2 separate regions of the Drosophila melanogaster genome follow, and region 2 is linked to region 1. A link is a contact called in public Hi-C data. All regions are on one chromosome and are shown on one strand. Each heading gives the region's core, a stretch centred on a gene start, on an enhancer-like site or on the middle of the called end of the contact. The rest is flanking DNA. Distances are from core to core; before and after follow the strand shown.

Evidence for each region. A called contact is a pair of places that touch in the nucleus more often than the background predicts.
Region 2: a contact with region 1 is called in a Hi-C map of the Kc167 cell line, with 4 times the contacts expected there. The contact joins the promoter of ex here to the promoter of spen in region 1. A contact is called at or near these places in 6 of 107 Hi-C or Micro-C datasets (the Kc167 cell line, the S2 cell line, eye imaginal disc and 1 more).

Annotation. Positions count from the first base shown.
Region 1 is chr2L:156,724-160,298 of dm6, reverse strand. spen (split ends) reads right to left here and starts at 1,267. Exons shown (of 11, transcript NM_079979.5): 1 at 480-1,267. CG33635 reads left to right here and starts at 1,635. Exons shown (of 2, transcript NM_001032044.2): 1 at 1,635-1,863; 2 at 1,924-2,463. The coding sequence starts at 1,696. The coding sequence ends at 2,355. It overlaps CG3436, which reads right to left. Exons shown (of 3, transcript NM_001298614.1): 3 at 2,633-3,563. The coding sequence ends at 2,758.
Region 2 is chr2L:429,795-433,228 of dm6, reverse strand. It overlaps ex (expanded), which reads right to left and starts at 2,002. Exons shown (of 6, transcript NM_057492.4): 1 at 1,112-2,002.

The DNA of each region.
Region 1 (3,575 bases), core at 18-2,517:
TATTAGAAAATTCTGAAACCACTTTTATTTGGATTGTTTGTTTATATGGTATTTTAGTTGATAAATTATGACGTTTTTTGGTACGGGCATATTTTCCTTTAATTAGACATTTCATTGTGCTAATTTTTCTTTTATTGGACATTTAGTTATGCACTTATTTAAACACATACCCAAATTTCAAAATACATGGGCTTTTATTGGGTTATCACATTATTTCCGTGAATGGATTATTTGCTCCATTTATGTGGATTTTCAATCGAGTGATCCATTCTTACCATTTGCGTTGAGAGCTGAAATACAGATAATGAATACGTTATTTATACGATATACTTCTTTGAATTATAACACTAGCTATCTTTCCATGAACAAAATTCTATAAACTCTTTTTTAGAAACCCAAAAATACGTGCTTAGTTCTAAAAATATAATAAATATGCTTTTATTATAATTTGCTACAAATCATATTTATTCAAGACTTACACCATTGGAGCTGCTTTCCTTGGCCGATCATGGAAGAATCCTTTTTCGCTGCCTCAGTAAATTAAATTATTGTGAACTCGGTTTGGACTTTATTCGAAACTGACGCATTGTACACGTTATATTTCGAGGCAAAGGTTTTGCTATGCTCTTTCGATAATTTCCAAAAATGGTATCGACGCGACCGTTGAGTTTTGCCTTTTCTGCGTGTCGAACCGAAATAACCGAACCGAGTCCAAATGTACCGATTTGATTTTATTTAACACTCGGTGTATTTTACGTTATTTTTCCATGTAATTTATTCACTCTGGGTTATGAGGTGACTTTTTATTCGGCAAAAGGCATCACAAATTTAAATGGAAAACAATAAAAAAATTTAATTTTTATCATTCAGTAGGCTTTTCTCGTTGATCAATTTACTTTTGCCTGTTTTTTCTTGTATTTTACTGTATTTCGATTAACGCTTGCAATATTCCTCTCGCTGATGATGCTGATGTTGTTGCTGCATCTGCTTTCGTATTGGTGAATTAATGCATTTTCGCACACAAAACCACTCGCGCACACACACACTCAGATATATAGCAGCCGCTGCTCACACAAACACACTCAGAATGGGGAAGGGGTGGTGGCACTTGCCTTTTCAGATAATAACAATTTATTTTCGCTGTGTGTGTTTTGGCGGCGTTTTGTTTAATCGCTCGCCGCCGTTGTTGTTGTACTGCTTTTTTTTTAGCTCGCTGCAAACGACGCGCGCGGTCCGTTCACTCCAAAAATTTTCAAAACAATGTGACCGTTAGTGATGCTCTTGTGTGACCGACACAATGTGGTCGCAGCAGTGTCCTATGAAAATACACACACCCTAAGTTAATACCAAAAATATACTAAACATTTATTTTGTCCAGCACCCAAACCATTAACATCAGTTTTTCAACAGAACTATGTTAAGCGCAGGTGTTAACTTATATTTATTTTATAAGTGGACTTTGTTGTCCTGAAACTTAATCATCACCAGAATCATTATCATGCTCTCTAGCTTTATTTCTCGTTTAACTTATGAAAACCACAAATATCAAAGACCAACATAACATAGCTTTACACCGGAAAAGTATAGTAGATAGTATAGCCAAGGAGTCAGCTCTAGCTGTGTTGGTTATCGTTATCGCGGCTAGCAGCTTGTTTTGTTTTGCTTACACGACAAATAAATAAATATAAAAGAAGTATGAGTAATTTAAAATCGGACCTGGATGAATACTTGCTACTGCAGAGTGATCAGAAGAAACCAAGTTTCAACGTCAAGTTGCCACAGCTGAAAGTTCCATTTTTCTCCAGCTCCGACCCAGAAGCAAATAGTTTTCTGAAAGATAGCGACTCATGTTTTCCAAAATTGGTGGGTTTATCAATCTCTGGTGTGTTCAGAATGTGCTAATTTAAAATTGAACTTTTCTAGTCTCGCCTGCAGCGAATCGTGGGCTTCGTGGCCTGTTTAGGAATGGGCGCATTGTGCATGACCCTTTCCACGTTCTACATTCCCTTCCTAATATTGAAGGCCAGAAAGTTTGCCTTGCTCTACACCCTTGGCAGCCTCTTTTTCATTTTGAGCTTTTGCTTTCTCTCCGGATTTGGATCCTTTTTAAAGCAAATGTTTTCCAAACCAAGACTGCTCACCTCGCTTTCATATAGTTCCTGTTTGATTTTAACCTTATACTGCGCCTTGGTGGCCAAAAGCACCGCATTTACAGTCCTTTTTGCAGTGGCGCAAATAATTGCATTGCTCTTTATGGTCCTGGGCACTGTCCCTGGGGGAGCTACGGGGCTCAAGTTCTTCGGACAACTCTTCAAGAACACCGTTTCCGCTTCAACAAGTGTACTGCCTGTATGAAGGAGGGGAAATCTGGAAAATGAGCTCCACCACCGCAGCAATAAAAGTAACTTATTAACTCATTGATAAATCTAAAATAAAACTTATTTGTGATACCACGCGCCTCCCAACTGTACGATATCAACTGTATAGATATTTATTCGTAGGGCTTATTTAAAATGCGTTCTTACTATAATTTCATCATCATTTTCAGGTATTCGAAGAAAGGCCAGTTCTGCACGTTGAAATTGTAATAGTAATTGTATATAAAGACAAAACTGGAGTGTAATGCATATTTCGTCTACACATTTTATACTTTATTGACTTCCACCTAGCGAATTCAGATAATTTGTGCACAACAAACTAATCTAAGAAGTAACGTGGGTTTCAATAATCGCTTTCGCTCTTACTATTCAAAATTGGTCATTCATCGATCTCTCCCAGATACAAAGTCTTATCGCTGGATCCAGATAGAATCAGGGGTTCTTTTGGGCTGAAATCCACGGCATTGACACTGCCATTGTGTCCGGGCAGCTTGTAAAGAATTCTCCTTGTATTTACATCCCAAATATAGACATGCCGATCGGCGGAACCCGATGTTATTTTATCGCTTCCCGGCGACCAAGCGCATCTCAGCAGATTCTTCTCAAAATTGTGCTGATGGCCTTGGAATACCTTCACACATCTTTCCCCGGGTGCATAAGGTCTCACGTCCCACACCCTCAAGGTGTTATCCATGGCATTTGTCAAGATAAAGTCTCCTTCGGGGGACAAGGACATTCCGGTAATCGTATCCGAATGCCCTCGCAGATGGTGCAAGACAGCCTGTTTTCGAATGTCCCAGATTTTGACTTCGTTGTCGATCCCGCCGCTAATTACTTGTTCTCCAGTGTCACCAAAACAAACAGCTGTGACTTGAAAAGGGGATTCCAAAGTGTGTGCCGCGTGTTTTTTCCTGGCGTCCCAGATTTTTATGGTGCGATCATCGCTTCCCGAGCAGAGGAGCTGTTGACCCCTACGCGAGCCCTGAACGCTGTTCACGAAGTTGCCATGCCCCTTGAACCGCCGTTGCCGCTGGCCCGTGGCTATGTCCCAAAAGGCCAGAGTTTTATCAGTGGAGCAGGTAAAAATGTGCGATCCATCCGGCGTAAAGTGAGCTTCCATAACAGCACCGCTGTGTCCCGACATGGCCATCACATTCTCGCAGTCTTCGTACACTTGCCAGATGTCTGAAATCCATA
Region 2 (3,434 bases), core at 753-3,252, 270 kb before region 1:
ATGTTCGCACACGCATATCAACTGCGTGCAGGAATTTCAGTTTACGAAATTAATATTTTGAGTTTGTATGATCATTGCTGTTGCTGTTGTCAGCTTCAATGCAAAAGCCCATTGCCTGAGGTCAAGTGTGATGTGGAGATCAAGAGATACGCACGGAGATGGAGATGTAGACGTCAGTGCTCAATCGAAAAAACCACAAGCGAACTAAAACTACGATCCGGGGAATACATGTGTACTTGCCGAGATATAGATACGTCTGTCCGCAGATACAGTTACCCATATGTATATGATTGCCTGGTGGCAAAATCGTTTAACGATTAGCGTTTAACCGCTTAAAGCTTATCGACTGATACCCAAAGCGTGTGTTTTCACCCGTTTGTTTATCTTTCGCTGATTTACATTCAAGATGTCTGATTGCCAAGCGGTTTCTGATTTCAGCAATTGTTCCAGGGATCCCGATGGACGGTTGAAATTCCAAACCCGGGAATAACAATAGAACTCTGTGGAGCTTCCATTTTCACTTAATTGCATCGCCGTCGATCGTTCTGACAACCGTTTAAGTCGCCTATTAGCCATAGAACCTATCAAATTGACTAGCTCACTTGGAAATTGGATCCCGAGATAAGTGAAACCCTGTGCAAAGATACTTTAGGGCCGCATAGAAAATGTCAAAAAAAATTAATTAAATGTGACCGGTATTTAAAAAGTCGGTCAGGCCTACTATATAACTACATATGTATGCACATGTGAATGTACATATATATTTGACACAATAGTACTCTAAACAGCTTCCCCATTTCAATATACCCTCCGTAGAGTGTCAAGTTTGACTGACATTTGATATTCCATGGCCCGAAATGGGTTAATTGCACAATTCGCTGAATTTTTGACTCTTAGCGGGACGCAAAAAAAAAAATTTAAAGAAAAAAGCTGGCGACAACAACGAAATGTTAAACAATCGTTGGACGTTGGCGATTTTATGGTTGACAGATAAGAAATTTGCTGGCATTTGTTTTGTTTGCCGTTTTCAGGGAGTCATTAAAATTCCGGGGAAATGGCCCCATATGGGTACACCACTCTATATCTGCACGTGTATCTGTCCTTTTCTTACCTTAAGCCGCTGCAGAAGTCGGCATTGTTAATGCTGTATCTGTATCTGCTTCTGTTTCGGTTTCGCGTAATCCACAATAACTGGCTTTTTAATTTTGGTTTGGTAGTTTTGTTTAACTAAAGCTCACTCTTCGTGCACTCTTAAAACCGATCTATTGATTTGGCTATCGATAAGTGCCTAACAGTAAAATTTTCGTTTCGTTGTTGTTACTTTCTGACCTCTTCCACTTCCACGACGCGCGCTGCGACTGCGCAGTCAACAGCGATCGGGTCGCATTCCAGCGTCGCACATACTTTAATCAAAACTCACTAACACCAGAACAATTGCACACGCGGGCGAGCGCAACTGAGAGTATCTGTGTGCGTGGAGTCGTTGTTGTTGCGCGAAAGAATGCCGTTTGCTGGGTTGTTGTTTTTGCTGTTGCTGACTGCTTTATTTGTTGTAGTTGTAGTTTCCAGTGGGCAGTTGTTGTTGCGGCTGAATTTTTTCTTTTTGACCAGCACCAACTTTTCGGAGTTGACTTCAGCTTTTTTACACTACTAGTCGTAGATATTTTCGTGGTTTTAAGGCGCGTTTTCCCAAAATCAGAACTAGTTGCACCAACACCAACAAAAATCACTTTTGTAATTGAGGCGAGTGCGAAAACGAAGCGCGCTGTTTTTGTTTCAGTGAAAACCGAACTTCACTTTAAGCAACTGAATCTGTGTAGCTCTGTGTGTGTCTGGGCGATCTGGTGTGCGTGCGGTGTGCATTTAAGATCTGAAGAACAACTTTTCCGAATGTTAGGTCTCGAATAAATTCATTAAACCGAATTTATATTTCCCAGTGGAAAGCACATGCTTTGCTGTCCCGACGATCTGTTCGGTTACCGTTGACGTTTAGCGATATACTGATTTTGCCCCTGCTCAGCGAAACCGAACACAACGAAGATCGAGTCGAGATTTCGTTAAAACTTAACGAAGCCGCGTTTAACGAAAAGAGAGCCCAAGAGAGAATTCGAATTCGAAAGAAGCGCACACAGCGATACACAAACCCGATGGCAACAACAACAACGGCTACGAAAATGTAAATAGCAATAAGCAATAAAAGAAAAACAAACTTCAAAGGAGAATCCCAGTAGCCAACTACATAGTGTGTGCGTCCGTGTGAGTAGTGGAATTCCAATGGCTTATCTCGCGAGACGACGATTCCGATTCTCAAGGGCTTAAAGGATACCCTGTTAGGATAGCAGATTTAAGTAAAATGCATATGAGAATTTTAACAAAGGTACCTTTCTTTCTAATTCTGCTTTTTATCACATGCTATCTTGTAGTTTACATTGTATATTACAATTACATTATGAGTTCTATCTTTTGGCATTCACTTTTTGCCAAACTATGGCGGAAGCCTATTGGATTCAAATCTAGCTTTCAGTATCCCTGCGCTAGCCATCGATGCGACTATCTTATAAATAAACTCTCTGGGCAAAACTCCAGATACAGATGCACTGGACGAGGGAGAATCGGAATCGGAACTTGAGGGTCTGAAGACTCTGCCTCTATCGGCGTCCTCTGCTGCTACGATATCGTCACTTGGGCGCATTCCTCAGCATAATGTGAGCTTGATTTGCTGGATTCTTTTTGCTCCCTCTTCCCTCTTTTTCTCTTCTTTAGATTTCCTCCTTTTCATTTCCCCTCCTCCACCTCTTCAACCATCATTTGCTTCAAATATGCGGCATACACACGCCCCACGAAAGGGCGGGGATCAGTGTAAGCCAAGTAAGGTTTTAACCAGTTCGTCCAAGGGGCTACTTAGAAAAATCCACAGAAAACAAAATTTAGATTATATGGAAAAAAGTCTAAATGATATAAAAATCGTAACTAAACACAACCAAAAGACTATATAATGATGATCGAAGTTGTGCCCCGGTGCCAAACCCTCGCTACGCCCCTGAAGACCCGGCCAAAAGTCGAAGACTCAGAATTGGAGAGTCAAGGGGTCGGGGTCGGGTCGTCTTGCCATGGACATAACTTGTTGACTGAAGTCAGGGAAGTGGTGGGGCAGGGGTAGAAATTGGGCGAGACATTCCGGTGAGGCGGGGTTTCGATGGGAACAACTCGCACAGCCTTTGATTTCTTTGAGTGTACTTTGCGTTGTGGTGTCTGCTATACCCTGTTTGGGATACAACGGGAAGAATTAAAAAAGGTTTGTAGGTTTCAAAAAAAGTACATGCCACTCCTGGGACAAATTTTGAAAATTTCTCTATTGACAAGCCTATGGTGTAAGGGAATTTGAGTAAAGGTAGTTTGTTACCCACCGGATCAGTCTGACTACAAGAGATCTA